Regions from separate parts of the Acanthopagrus latus genome. Here region 1 is linked to region 2. The links are chromatin contacts, called in public Hi-C maps. All regions are on one chromosome and are shown on one strand. The core of a region is the stretch at or near the end of the contact, and the rest is flanking DNA. Distances in the headings are between cores, read along the strand shown. Region 1 holds the start of scai (protein SCAI). Region 2 holds the start of mapkap1 (target of rapamycin complex 2 subunit MAPKAP1).

What was found. Hi-C and Micro-C count contacts between places; a contact is called where the count stands out from the background.
Region 1: a Hi-C map of muscle shows a contact between it and region 2, with 3 times the contacts expected there. The contact joins the promoter of scai here to the promoter of mapkap1 in region 2. A contact is called at or near these places in 2 of 4 Hi-C or Micro-C datasets (both in muscle).

Annotation. Positions count from the first base shown.
Region 1 is chr12:3,218,693-3,223,812 of fAcaLat1.1, reverse strand. It overlaps scai (protein SCAI), which reads right to left and starts at 3,063. Exons shown (of 18, transcript XR_005078017.1): 1 at 2,762-3,063; 2 at 1,298-1,422.
Region 2 is chr12:2,815,106-2,819,725 of fAcaLat1.1, reverse strand. It overlaps mapkap1 (target of rapamycin complex 2 subunit MAPKAP1), which reads left to right and starts at 1,708. Exons shown (of 12, transcript XM_037117633.1): 1 at 1,708-1,903; 2 at 3,776-4,272. The coding sequence starts at 3,990. mvb12ba (multivesicular body subunit 12Ba) reads right to left here and starts at 26. Exons shown (of 10, transcript XM_037117709.1): 1 at 1-26.

The DNA of each region.
Region 1 (5,120 bases), core at 1,814-4,313, 400 kb before region 2:
GATGGCCAATCTGTCAGCTTCCATTCTACAGTATTTCTGGGCTTATTGTGATATCCATCGTAACAATGTGACAACAAAGACATCCAAAATACTGAATAATATTAAGTCTCAGTTCAGTTAAGTGTCAATCTGAGGACTCGACCCTGGCTTCGATTAAAAGAAAAAAACAAAACAAACTGCAGTTGGTAGATTTTGGTGGGAGCAGCCAGGCAACCCTCTTAAAAATGTTGGTGCATAATAACACTGATAAAGTTTCAAGTTGGAAGCAAAGCTGTCATTTTATTCTACAGGAGAGAGTTAGCTAAAACCATTGCCTACTGTGTAGTGAAGGGCATATTTTAGCTGCATTCTCACTCTACATTTGTTGTCTATGCTGGTATATACGCAGCTAACTTTGACTATTTTGAGCAATCTCAGTCTTTTAACCGAAGAAAACAAAATAAGACCTTTCTTAAAGCTACAAAAGAATTAAGACAGAAAGTGTCCCTCCTTCGCTCTCTTACCACACCCTAACAGCCTAACACTCTCTCAGCAGGTAAGCTGGATCTTCATAAGTATGATAAAGTGAATATTTAGTTGATCACAGTAATAAGCTGTATATGTAGGTTGTTTGTAATTTCAATTGTTTCTTAAATGAAAAATTCAAGATATTTAATTGAAACTGCATAACAAAACTCCCTACAAAAAAACTTAAATTTAGAGGTGTGAACTAACAGTGTCAACCTTCAGAAGTTCCCAGAACTTACCTATGGAGCACCACAGTTGTCACAGAAATAGTAACAAATGATTTCATGAATTATTAACTAATAATGCAATAAAATATACAAATTTGCAAATGTATTTATCTTTATCTACACCTATATCCATAAATAGACTAAATTACAGATAAATCTATTATTTGAAAACATATACAACACTTAAATAACAAAGTAGTACTAAATAGGAACTTTTAAATTCGATACATAGTAAGCATAAGAGTAGAATATATTAAGTTCAGCTAGTCTGTCACTTCCCTCTAAACTCTTGGTCTCATACACACCCAACCAGCACCCTTCCACACCCTTACATAACAAGCACACTCCTTCCTGCATTGGCACTGAGTGTTGGCACTGGACGTGCACCTTGCACTGCCCGATCATCCAACATAAACATACTTCCTAGGGATGCTTGGCTGGATTCTTTTACATATCACTCCTGCACACTGCATGTACTTCCTACAACTCACTGCTGGAAGTAAATGCTTGATCACAAAATGCAGCCACGCAGACAGGAGACAACAGGGTAAGTAAAAACTGACCTTAGCCCATTGAAGAGTTGTTTGGACTTGTCCAGGAGATAGCAGAAATCTGTGACAGTCTTCCTCTCGCCTAATGGAATATCATCCTCAGTCTCAGCGCCAGTCATGACCCTGACTTTTCACACCTTATTACAAACAAAAAGAAATAATGTATGTAGCCTGCAAACATGCATAGCATTAAAATCAATTATTGGTTCATTGAAAAATACTGAATCCAGTGGCAACCAGACCAAAGGCTAATTGTATCAATGTTAATTTATGATTTTTTTAATACATCAAACAATACATACATTTCAACCAGTAATATAGAAATCTAACATGTTGATATCCTTACTGCAACTAAATAGAGTTACTATTTGCCAATATTGGAGCGTCTTATAGTTGCCCTACTTAAATATTAATAGAAATAAGAAACTATGGAGGAAATGTGTCACATGGCCACCTTATTTAGGATGACCTGGGCTGTCCCAGATTTCATTCTCACAGTAGCTGCAACCTCCAGTTTGCTAAGATGATGTGCAATCAGGTCAAGGCAGCACACAGTCTGGTCGCAATGTTCAGCTAACGCTGCGCCCTATTAAAAACATTTACAGCCAATGTAAAGTTTATTCTGCCATGAAATGACTGACTATAGGTCCACTGCCAGCCCTCGGAGATGTGTCTGTATGATGGAGGGTGGCTGTCAGTGTCGCCAGAGAAAGTGTGCCGGATATAACCTTAGCTGCTGTACCAGGAATGCACAATTTGAGGAAAAAAAACAAAAAACAAAAAACCCTTCAGCTTGCTCATCTTCGATATCGTTAAGAAGCGCCTAGACACCTTATCTGGCTTATAGTATCTTTCATTAACAAACAGGTTCAAATCTTCAGACACTCTCTTTGCGAGATTCGAATCTTAAGACGCCCGACAGATCTCATTCAGCTTTTTACAGACTGGGCTCTTTGACGTGAACATGACAGGAGGCTCGCGGGCGCAGTGATTGGATGGAAAAACTATAATGAGTCCTTCGCTACAAGACAAAATACATAAAAAGACGTCTAAGTCAAAAAGGTTTAGAGAGAGGCGTGTCAGTACATTGCTCAGGGGTATCCGGTGTGTTTTCAACCCATTACTAGCTTTGTTCAATATATGCAATTCTCTCCTATGCTACAATGTTGAGTGAAGAGCCCAGTCAACATTAATGTGCCTTACTGTTAGCTACTGATGAAACCAAGCTTAATTGGGCGTTAAGCTAGAACACTGCTATGGCTCACCAGTGTGTAACGCGAACAGCTTTCTGTCATCGCCAGCATCGACAAATGAAGTCAGGACACCTCTCCATTAACGTCACAGCAAAAATAACGTCTGGTTAATAATGTCTGGATAACACAGATAGCCAATGGAAGCGAATATGTGCAAGTTGATAAAGACAGGTTACACAGCCCGCCTGTACCGGCTGCTTGTGTAATACACATTCATTCTTACCTCGCCAGCCGGCTAACGTAATGAACAGGAGGACCACCGTGATGCTTTCAAAAATCACAGCAAAAGCCACGACGAGCTCTGTCGGTGAAGCGCGACTTTGTTGGCATCTCACTGTGTGTAACTGAGCCTGGACCGCTATGTACCGAGCCGTATCCCCCCCGACAGTGTGAGCGGGACTGCCGTCCGTTGACGCTGAGATGCTACTCTGTATGAAAGGTTGTTGTCCTGTGACAGGCAGGCAGGAGGAGGAGGCGGTAGGGTGAGGACAGGACCGCGACACTCCAATACACTCCGACTGGCTAGCTGCTTCCGGGTCAACCTTGTCAAACTAAAAGCACTGACAACGCAAAAATACGTAACAATGTGTTACAATATGGGAAGTATATGACAAAAATGAATTTTAATTACTCCAGTCCGACTACTGGGAGATAAATAATCCGACAATAATATTTGTATTCATCAAAACAAAATTGGATTCACATGCGTGAGCAATTCATTAATCTTAATATGCATTCATACATTTAAGCCAAATTTTTATTACCAGAGATTTTTATTTTTGTTTTTGTTTTTATAAGCTTCAAAGTTTGTATAATCAGTTATTATCACCACCAAGGATTAACCTGCCAACCTAAGTTTGTGGTGATGAGCTATTGCTTTTTCTTAGTAGTTCATCTGATTTTAACTCGAACTCTACCCAGCAATATTTAAGGGGTACAGTCAATACTTGCGCCACAAATTGCTAAAAAGAGAAGGTACAGTGCAACCAGTAGGAACCGGTGGGCTCCCCAGGGTCAGGGTCACACACTGGGCCCAGGTTCAGACAATAAAATGTTAAATATCAGTGAAATGTACAAAATATAGTGTTCAAGGTGTAAAGGCAAAAAACAGTATCAACAGAATAGTACAATACAATAAAAATAACAATAAAAGTAAGTTACGTAAAAGAGTTGATTTAAAATAAACTCAAATGGAAAAAAGTAGGATGAAACTGAAAATTAAACTGGCATTGATATTGAAGGTAGTAAAATAAAAACGCAAAAGTAACTGCATCTGATAACCAATTGTATATTGTATATGATAGTAATAATAATGAAAAGTAGCATTACACATGTTGAAAAAAGTGACAAGACCTCCTGAGGTGTTCTGTGGTGCTCCTTGGTGGTCTCGGCCCCTGAAGTGAGAGTCAGGTCCTCTGATATGTCTACAGGGTGGAATGCAGCGGCTGAGAGGCATTGTTCATAACACTGAGTCATTTTCTCTGCATCCTCCTTGCTGACACCTCCAGCAAATAAACCAGTTTCACTCCCAGGAGAGAATCAGCTTTTCTGATAAGTTTACTGAGGCTGCCTTCCCCTCTCTGTCCCAGGACACTACAGTGTAATAGATGACCCTGACCATCACCAGGTAATAAACAGTCTCCTGAGCAAATACAGGTGGCTCTGACCTTTCTTGTGGAGATGAGGTGTGGGAGAGTACTATGTAAAAATGGTAGTTTAACGCCCCTTGTGGCTCCAGTGGAAGCTACATGTAATCTGATAATCTGCCTCCAGTGATCTCACTCAGTGGTTAACTTATACTTTGCGTAAAGTAGATGCCCAGTTTTGAGAAAGGAAAAATAATGTCCGGGATAAAAAGCTGATCGATTGTCATCATTTGTTTTTAAACAAATTATGAGTCCAGCAGTGTTACAGGAGTGCAACATTGCAGCAAAAAGCATCCTCTGCAGCCCAAAAGAGCTGCAAACAAGGTCAACAATGATTCTGATATGAAGTTTTGATACATGGATGTTTGATATTTGCTTAAATAAATGATTTGATAAAAATCACAATAAATCTAAAAATCTATAAAAAATGATAACAGCAGTTATGTGAAAGGTGAGCTGATCAGTTCTGCCAGCTGCTAATGTGCAAGAGCAGTTCTACAATGTTTAAGTTACGTTTTTTGGTGAGCGTTCAATGAGACATCATCCCCAATGTTGCTGTGTAGTCTTGATAATGACATATTTTCACAGTCTGATACGTCACACGTTTGAGGACAAACTGAGATTGTTGACATGGAAAATGATCTTTTAATTTTTATCTAGATAGATTTAAAATCTGTAACAATGCTAGACCAATGGACTGATTTTCAAAACCTGGCACCTGCATTACCCGCAATGCAGCTAGCCACAGAGTGACATCACTGGAGGCAATTTGATATTACATCCAGCTTCCTCTGGAGCCACAAATAGCTTAATACTATTTATACAGATATATAGTGGTACTCCCCAACACCTGAAAATACACTTTTAATGTGTAAACTTGGTTGAATTACCCTTTAAGTGCTTGACATATTTCTCAATGTATTTATCCAGTCATGT
Region 2 (4,620 bases), core at 459-2,958:
TAGAAACCTGTCAGTGGAGGACCAATTATAATCTGTTACAGAGATGAAAATAGATGAACGTGAGACTGCAGGAGCTTACCGATAGGATAGCCTGTAAAACATTCATGAATTGCCCATTTTCTTATGAATACTGTATGCACCGCTAAATGACATTATAAAGTAAACTGCTAGAGCTTTTGAGATAAAACCTGCATTATTACCCGGTTTCTAGGTCCCATCTTGTACGGGGGTGTTTAAATCGAGTGATGTCCCCCCCTATTGTGTGTACTATTACTGTATTTTTATTGTTTATTTTGTTAAATGTAGGCTAAGGCTGTATAGCGTTCCCTGAGATAGGTCGACTGATTGTTGTGTGAAAAATTAGTGGAATTCCAATCTGAACATGGTTCCTTATGGGCTAGGCTGACCAGAGGGGGAGGATATTAATTGGTCCTTATTAGAGGGTCCTGTCTCAGATTGAACACCCTAGAGATGTAAGATAGTCAAGCGTGATTCTGTGAAAGAAAGTTCTTACCATATGTTGAAATTCTTTTGTTGATCAGTGATTTTTATTGAATCAGGTAACAGAATACAGGCTCTAATGTAATGGTTGTGAATGATCTCTTTCACTCCACAGTTCTGCTCTCTGGTCACAGGAGGGCAGCACTGACTACTAATAATTAGCCCTGATGATCATTAATTATTATTGATAGCGAAAAACTCCCTGTTAATGTTGCATGAAGCAACACAGTGGACTGTGTAAACAATTCCTTCTTACCAAAGAGAAGAGCATAACTAAGAAAACACTGGTGAATCCCAGAAATCAATGGGTACAGACAAAATAAAATAAAATCATGCATGCAAACGTTAATAAGAAAAAATGTGTTCATATATCACTTCTTGCATGAGAACCAATGTTGATAACTGAGGCTCCCAGGAGTTTTCAACTAACATCATTTGATGTTTCAATGGTTTGTAAAACATCAAATTATTATTATTATTATTATTATTATTATAAATAGTCATAGTTAACTAAACTGTAGATAATTTTGATTTTACTGTTAACAACCAATGAAATTCTTTTTAAGCGATTTATTAACAGCTGTTCCTAGGAAAGTTGCAATTCATATTCATAATACTGTGTAGTTCATTTATAAACCTTATTTGGATGGCCATTTTGGAGTTACAGTTTCTAACATTTATAATTGCTGAATAAATATTTTGAGAACTATTTCATTCTTATGTTTAGCAAATGAACAAGTTTAATGAATTTAAGTCTAAATTTGCCATATTTTTTAATTATCTCCTTTATTTTCTATCAGAATTTGATTCAAATGTTCTTGTATTTGCAGGCACTGATATTATTCAGAAAATGCAGAGAAATGCACAGATTTATACTATAATCTTTAAAAATGTCTTGATGGATGGGTGGGGGTTGACCTCAGTATTTCTATAATCCTGGCTACAGCCCTGCTTGTATGTACAATTATAAAAATAGTTTGCTGGTCATCTGGTGTTGGTTTGCTAACAGTATGCATTTACAGTGCTTTATGAACTTCACTGCACTAATGATATGAGAAGCCAATTGGTCAGTACACGTCATCAGCTCATGTTCCTCTGATTAATACAGACTTTTTATTATTATTATTATTATTATTATTTTTTATTTTTTTTTATGGAGAACAGACATCGACATGAAATGTTGCAAATAACGACTTTTATTCTGAAGAAATGGAACCGGAAGTGAAACTGGGCTGCTTCAACTAGACTGAGCACAGTAGACTGTATTGACTTACAGTTATGTTGTGATTTTGTCATAGTGCGTTATTGTCACGAAAATAGTAACTGTCGCCACTGGGAGTAGGTGTGGATAAGATGGGACAATGAGGACATTTAATTTTCTCATCGAATGTGACTTCTAAAGGTGGGACGCCGTTATGAACTGACAACTATGGGAAGCTAACCAGAGCCAGCTAACGTTACCCTATGAAAGCGTTAGGGATGTTAGCCGTACAGGCTTGCGAACTAAGTTGATATAAGCTATGCCACTTGCGCGGACATTCGTGGCGAAATGCATTTACAGTCTGAATGCCAGCTTCATACCTTGTTGTTAGTTTTAGGTGAGGTGAGGTGAACGCTGGTTTAGCTAGTAGTGGATTTTTTAAGTTAGCAAGTTATCGAAGTTTAGGATGGCGAGCTACGGGAACACAATAGCTACATCAGCTAGCTAACGTCAAAGCTACTGGGAGTCATCCCTATTTACACAGGCTGGTCGGTGTGGGTATTTAAGAATATTACCACGTAAAGAAGTACCACTTCTTGTGTAAGATAAGGTAATCATGGAACTGTCCACATATAATGGTTCGTTTCAAGTGAAGCAAACTTGACTACCTGGTGTTAGTACAGCTCAGCATTAGCTGCAGTTAGCATCAGTCGGAGAAGCACTTTGCAGGAACCGACTCTTAACAAATCTACGAAAACTCCCCCACACAGTGGGACATACTAGATATGATTCTAAAGATGTGTTACTGTGTATCTCGTGTTTGTTTGCTAACGTTAGATGAAGTCCTAGCGCAACTGCGTCTCAAAGCATGCCACTTTTATCATGCTAACTCAGGTATCTCAGTCATGCTAATATGCAGCCGTTGGATGGGATTGTTTTGCCCTTGCTAATAGATCTCATCTTCGTGTTGAAATTAACAACAGCGTTGTGTTCACAGTGTAAATACTAAGGCCAGTCAAACCAGTGTTTTGTAAAAGGCAATCTGTTTACGGGTCAATACAAGTGTCAAAAGAACATCCTAGTGGGGAGTCAGTGATAAAACGTGAGTGTTTTACCGAAAAATCACATCAGTTTTGACTATTAGGTGGCGCCTGGCTAGTGATGCTATCCACTAGTATAAAAACACTCCTAGAGCACCACTACTGCTAATAACAACAATGATAATACTATTAATAGTAGTAACAATGTATCAAACACTATATCTAAAATATGTTGTAACATGTTGAATGGCAGATGACTTATGAAGTGTCTGGATTTACTCACTGATATTCATAAAGAGCTGTGTGGGCTGTGTTACCCACATTTGGCAAATTGAAAATCTATGAAGCCTACAGAGAGTAAGAAACTTTTGCCAACTCAAATACATGTTGTTATTAAAGCGAAAAGGGGACATGTCAAATACTTAGATATTATGAAATTCATGGATGTTTTTTCAAAGATTAAATCTTCTACCTAACTGTTAAGCTGTTGTCATTTGTAATGGGGTAAAAAAAGGGTTTTACAATCAAATCAAATGCAAAATTGAAGTCTTGAAGTATCTTAGCTAGTTTTCTGAGAACTTTGGAGCCTACTGCTTTATGCTTTTGATATATGAATATGCCACTGACCACCGAATTAAATGTATTCCTTGGCTTGATTTTTGACAGAAATTATGCAGTGATCAAGTTTTTAGTGTACCCTAGGTGCTGCTCGACTAGAGACCGGGCAGCATCCTATTTTTAACATATGAGGACAACAGTGCACATTTTTCAGGGCATTTCATAGTACTGCACTTGAAGCTACAGAATTGGTCCTTCCTTAGACGTCAGATCAAAGTGATGGTTGCATGAAAAGGTCCCTACTACACTTTTCTAACATGCCAAACTGAAGTTATGCCCCATCATGAGTAACTAGGCTTTAAACCATTTAATATCAAAAATGATCAATTTTTTAAAAATACATTTGGTTCTAGCACACAAGCTTGACCCACCATTTCCAGCCTGCATATAATAACTGTTATCTCACTTTGAACAGGTACTGGCACCTTCCCTGTCCTGGGTCAGAGAGAATAAGCAGCAGTAGAAGATGGAAAAGATGAGTGCTCTCCACTCGTCATCGGTGACTATCTTAACACTCTCAGAGAGCGATTGAAAGGAGGTGAAAGCGATTGTCTGGCATACATGCAAGAGAGTGATACAAAGACTAAATATCCAAGCTGTACGCCATATAATTTAATAAAGCAGAGGAAATGGCTTTCTTGGACAATCCTGCCATTATTCTGGCCCACATCAGACAGTCTCATGTGACCAGTGATGACACAGGAATGTGTGAGATGGTACTAATAGACCAGGATGTGGATCTAGAGAAGTGCCAGCTGACTCTGGTGCCCGGCAGCAGCTGTGGGTCAACAGGGTCGGGCTCCCTTAGTGAGGGGGGCAGCAGTCTCACAGACAATCATGCCTGTGACCTCTCCCAGTCCATGGACATCACCTCCAGCTGGGACTTTGGCATCCGTCGGCGCTCTAACACAGGTAGGCCATCTCCAGGCTCTGGCTGGTTAGCAGAGCAGGCTTTCTGTCAGGTACACCTGTCATTGATGTTAGTCAGAAAGCCTGTTCTGCTGTTGTTTAAAAGGGGGCTTGTGTGTCTAATCTGGGCCAGTGATCAAGTGATGCTAAAGTCAAATTGTGTGCTAAGGAACATTATTGCCACATAACTGGAAAGCATGGGGATGGATTGCAGTTCACTGTGATCACTTACAATTGCAAGGAGGTGAGTAGCACTAAGGATGGGAATCAAGAATTGGTTCCAAATTATCAGATTCACCACAATCATATTCATCTCAGTCTCTTGATTTCTGGTATTGACATGTTTACCCA